Regions from separate parts of the Mus musculus genome. Here region 2 is linked to region 1. Evidence: chromatin contacts called from public Hi-C data. All regions are on one chromosome and are shown on one strand. The core of a region is the stretch at or near the end of the contact, and the rest is flanking DNA. Distances in the headings are between cores, read along the strand shown.

Region 1 (2,700 bases), core at 19-2,518:
TTAGAAAATCATATGTCAGCAGGGCAGTGGTGAGGCATGCCTTTAATCCCAGCACTTGGGAAGCAGAGGTAGGCAGATTTCTGAGTTTGAGGCCAGCCTGGTCTACAGAGTGAGTTCCAGGATAGCCAGGGCTACACAGAGAAACCCTGTCTTGAAAAACAAACAAACAAAGACAAAAAAAAGAGAGAGAGAGAGAGAAAATCGTATGTCTTGGTACTATAAATCCACAACATCTTGCTGTTTAACCTCTGCAGATCATGTTATAAAATTAATGTTCACTTTCCAAATTACTAAGAAATTCTGGGGTTAGAGAGATGGCTCAGCAGTGAAGATCACTGGCTGTCCTTCCAGAGGATCCTGGTTCAAACTCCAGCACCTACACGGCAGCTCTCAACTGTCTGTAAATCCTGTTGCAAGGGATCTGAAACCTTACACAAGCACACACACAAGCAAAGCACCAACGCACACAAAATAAAAATACATCGTTAAAAGAAAGAAGTTGCAACGAAGTGTGCCTTTTTAGTACTGATGAGTTCCAGAGTATGTTGAGCCTCTTTGCAAATCTCACTTCTGAGTGTCACACACACACACACACACACACACCACTCAACTTTCTGATTGCCTACCTTGTACTCCCCATCGCCATGCAAATCTGCCAGTGCTAGAAAACACAAAAGGGTCGAAAAGGAGTCTCAGAATCTCAAAGATTTCTCCATGAAACCGTTCCCTGTTCCTCCCATCCTCCTAGAATCTGGGTGTCCCTAGATATGTCTAGAGACTCACACAGGCAGGAGGAGAAGGTGTGGATGTTGGCCATGGGGTCGTAGTGTGCGTCCAGCCATTTAGAATTGGCTTCGTTGCTGAGAGGGAAAAAAGATAGTTGGAAAGTGAGCCCCATGACGAAATAAATAAATAAATAAATAAATAAATAAATAAATAAAATCTCTAAGCGAGATGACGCCTGAAACAGAGCACGAACATCGAAAGGATAATACCAAGTCTAGATCTGAGCTCAATTGGCGCCCGGAGTGACCAGCCAATCACATACAGATACTTCTTGGCCATCAGCTTTCTTCTGATTTCTAAAGGGCCCTCCCAGAACTTCCACCGCTGCTCGAAAGCAAGAGCCCAGAACCCGCTACCAAGCACCATCTATTCATCTGAGGGAAAGGAAGCGGTGAGGATCCGGGACTTAACCTCTCAGCTCGCCCGCTGTCAGAATCCGATGAAGACGCCGCAGCCATTTTCCCAGGCGTCGCCTTGGCAACCAGCTCAGCCATCGCGCAACACCCAATAGAATCCGGGCATCCGAAAGCACAGGAACAAAGGTTCCGGGGTAAAATTGTCCCGGCTGGGACCAAATAAGCACTGGTTTCCTTGTCCTATGCAATGTTGACTTATGGTTTCTGCATTAAAGACAGGGGCCTGGGCTTTGAGGCCTGGGGAGGAGCGCTTTTTAGGGATTAAGACTAGACTGAGAAACAAATTAATGGGTGAGGATCTCATGTTAGTGTGTTACGGTTCTTTGGCTCCGGAAACATTTGAAAGTACAAGAGTGCTTGCTGCTCTTGCAGAGGACCCTGGACTGCTCAGCACCCACATGGCAGCTCACAATTCTGTAACCGTAGTTCCAGGGCATCTGATGGGGTCTTCTGGTCTCTGCTACCACCACCACACCCATGAAGAAAATGCACACGAACACACAAATCTTAAGAAATATGTCACAAAGAAGAGCTCCGGAACACGTTGTGAGTTTGTGCATTCCTTTGGAAATGATATTCAAAATCTTATTGTGGATTGGAAGCCTAAAGTGATGTAGTGTGCCCTCCCCTGGCTTTGAACTGGAAGAGAAAGAAACATACACTGCAGAGATGGTGGTCGTCATATTTATTTTTCTGGCTATAAAAGTAATACACGAAGAGCGCTGGATTTGGTGAGAATGCTTTGAGCCCTGGCTCTGTCACATGCCACCTGCCGGGTCTAGAACAGTCACTTCTCAGAATTGCCACCTTCCCATGTGGAAAACCGGACTAGGCACCCTGTTGAGCTCCGGCCATAGATGGCAGTGCAGATCCAGAAACTGAGGACATACGGTAAACTGCAAAGTGCTGACAAATGGAAGGGGTTCGCATCACCACCCTCAGCTGAGGTAGCACCAAAGTCCAAGCTCCTGCCCCTCCCTCCCCTGACTCCTAATCACACACAACTCAGAGCTACTGACAGCCCTGGTTTGACAAAGAGGGGAGAGACCACACAGATCTTCTCAAGCCTGGCCAGGTGGGGCCTCCTGGGCCTGGTTCCTCCAGAATCGGGCATCTGCTGCAGCCAGCTGGATAAGAACCTCCTCCAACTCGGGCCCATCCTCGGGAAACCGCTCACAGAAGGAGCGGATGAGACCAGCGGCTGAGGCCTCATACTCCACAAGTTGTACTTCTGAGCCTGGGGGATGGAGAGAAAACAGCAGCACAGAAAGATGTAGTTAGGGGCGGCGAGTTCTGAGCGAGCTCCGGCACAAACTGTCAATGTTCAGGATAGTTATCTAATTACCTACATCAGAATAACCCTGCCAGGAAGGCAGAATTACATGGGGGGAGACTTAGACTTAAATGAATTGCCACTTGACCTCATCCTTCCCTCAAGTCAAGATTTAAATCATGTCTGGCATGGTAGCACACACCATAATCCCAGCACTCAAGGAAC
Region 2 (2,700 bases), core at 74-2,573, 93 kb after region 1:
ATCCCCAGGACCTCCATGGTGGAAGGAGAGCCGAAAGATGTCCTCTGACTGCCACACATAAACCACGGCACACACTCACTCACATGCATGCACACAGAGTAAATAAAAAAGCCATTAAAAAATTAAAAGAAGGGTCTGAATACATAGGATCTTCGCATAGAGACCGGAAGAGAGCCAAGGCAGGGTAGGCAAGAGGGTGGGGCCTGGAGGGAGGTCTTGCCTCTGTTACAGACTGTGACACTGCTGAGGTAAGGACTGCAGCCTCTCATGCCTCAGTTTACCAGTGTATTAAATAGAGTTGTGAAGAGGAGAATACAATTTGTGTTAGAGCTCTGACACAAGAGCCAGGTGAACTAATTTGTCAAAACACTCAGAACAAAGCCATAGGCACGGAAGGAACGGAGTAAGTGTTGGAGAATGCACGGGGAGTGGCCATTGTCTTAAGGAAACTATCGTTTTGAATGCAGTCAGACAGAAGTGGCTCGATGGGTTCATAGCCCTGGGTGCTTCCTGAAACCCTCCTTATGGAGGTGGCCAGAATAGGTGCTGTTCTCCGAATAAACGAACAAAGAAGTCAATGAGCCTTAGGAAACTGAGGTACGCATACCTAGTGACCCTGAGGGTCTGGGTTCAGACCCTTCCTGTGTGTCAGCAGGCATCCCATATCCCTCCAGTACAGAACAGAACATCCAAGACCAGTCCCAGTGTGTTCTCCAGGGGCCAACAATTGCAATCCTTGGCCATCTTTCATGTTCTTACCCAGCTTAAATTCTGGCTCCTGTTTCTCAGAGTTGCTTCTGACTGGTGCCTCCTCACTTCCTCTTCTACCTAGGTACACACAAACCTGCAGGCCACCACAGACCGAAGCTTTACACTTGTCTGTAATATCACCTGCGTGTACCCAGTGACATGGAGCCTACAGGTGAGCAGATGTCCATGCCTTGTGTGTCTGGTGTAGGGATTGGGTCATTAGAATCCCAGAGCAGACATGACATGGGCTCATCACTCCTATTGGCCCTAGGTATGCAGAGGGCAGGGCATCTTCAGGGAGGCCAAGCGGGGCCAGGAAAGACAGAGGGGCTTTAAAAATCAGGAGATCAGAAACAGTCAACAGGCCTGGTCCAGAGTCAGGAAGAAATCCCTAGGAGCCACAGAGAAGAGACTCCAAGAGCAGAGAGCTGGGGACACCCCCACCCCTGCAAGTGTTGCAACCACAGTTGGTTGAGCTGTGGCAAGAAGCAGAGAAGCAGCTGTTCTGGCCCATTGCTGGAGAAGCTTCTGGAACAAGGAAGAAATGAACACTATGTGGGGGAGGAGGGGACACCAGGAAGCTGCGGAGGAAAGGACCATCTGGTGAATGGGAGAGCTCCTGAGTGGCCCAGCCCTGGCTGGGGATGAAGAGGAAGTGAGCTTAGCCTCAGTGCCAGCAGCTTGTGTTTGAGGCAGAGTCCCAGGCTGGAAAGTCAAGAGACATGGATTCTGGACCTAACTCTGTCCACTGGGGCTATCAAGCTAGCCCCTTCTCCTCTAAGAGCCTCACTTTCCCTATTTGCAATGTGCAAGAACACCAGAACACTTGCCCTGAAAAGATCATCCTCCTATATCTGGCCTCCCGAGCATGCCTGTCCAGGTTCCACTTGGCCCTGTGCCCCTCAGGCTTTGGAATTTGAATACTGCAATACTAAAACCCAGTTTTGGGAGAAGTCAAGCCCGTGTGCACAGTGCCAGGGTCTGAAAGGACCTAAAGTCTTCCAGGGGACCACGCCTCACGGTCGGCTCTGGATGAGCAGGGTCACCTGGGAGTCCTGAACAACAGGACTGTCTGGACTTGGGGAAAGGAATGCTTTCCGAGGCTGTAGCTCAATGGAAAGCAAGCAGTTCGCTGACTTTCCCCCTCATTAGATCCAACCTAGCCAGGGTCATTCTTACAGGTCTGTGCCTGCTTCACCAGGGGACTCACCATTGGAGGAATCTGATGGAGTCTGAAATGCACAGAACAAGACCTCAGAGCAGTCTGCACGGCCTGTGTCGGAAGTAACTACCATCTGTGGTTCCCTTCACTTCAGTCTTGTGGAAGGAAGACAATCCTCTCAGCATGGTCCCTCAGAGACTCTCAGAGGCCCAACTGAAGTGGGTGACTGAGGGCACAGAGCAAGGTAACCCAAGGGCCATGTCCACACTCGAGAAGTAGATCCTGAAACGGGTCTTTGATTCACACACAGCGCAGTGAGCCTAAGTATTTTTCAAAAGCTGGACTCAAAAGAGTCCAGGAGGCAGAGTTCTGGGTTCTAACCTTAGCAACAAATATATTGTCTTGCCTTGTGACCTCGGCAAATGATGTCTCTTTGAAGACTGCCTTAGTTTTCCCTTTGTGCATTGAAGGTGTGGCCCTGGCAATGGGCGCCCATTGGAAACACCATTCAAGCTCCAGAGAGCTACACCCAGAACCACAAATGTTGATCTAGATCAGATCCACTCTGAGCCCCTAACCCTGGTCTAGAGTGGAGACCTGCAGATGTCTGGAAATTGCACATCTCCTTCAGAATGGCCAAGTATGTCATGTCCTCTGTCAGGGTATCATCAGGACTGGGCAGAGGGTCCAAGGGGCTGGGTCCACCTGGCTCTGGGGAGTGTCCAGCAGGGCCACATTCCCATCCAGAAGCCAAGTGGCACTTGCAGACAGTCTAGGGGAGGTTTGAC

The links. A called contact is a pair of places that touch in the nucleus more often than the background predicts.
Region 2: a contact with region 1 is called in a Hi-C map of cerebral cortex, with 2.0 times the contacts expected there. A contact is called at or near these places in 3 of 39 promoter capture datasets (hippocampal neurons and liver), 4 of 484 Hi-C or Micro-C datasets (cerebral cortex, cortical neurons, embryonic stem cells and 1 more), 3 of 130 datasets of targeted methods (embryonic stem cells, memory CD8 T cells and pancreatic cancer cells) and 2 of 9 other capture datasets (adipose tissue and pancreatic islet).

What each region holds. Positions count from the first base shown.
Region 1 is chr19:4,905,359-4,908,058 of GRCm38.p6, forward strand. Bbs1 (Bardet-Biedl syndrome 1 (human)) reads right to left here and starts at 1,269. Exons shown (of 17, transcript NM_001033128.3): 1 at 1,198-1,269; 2 at 784-860; 3 at 627-661. The coding sequence starts at 1,244. It overlaps Dpp3 (dipeptidylpeptidase 3), which reads right to left. Exons shown (of 18, transcript NM_133803.2): 18 at 1,871-2,439. The coding sequence ends at 2,264.
Region 2 is chr19:4,998,313-5,001,012 of GRCm38.p6, forward strand. It overlaps a transcript of Npas4 not described here. Among named protein-coding and RNA genes, the nearest start is that of Npas4, 9.7 kb to the left of the region's middle.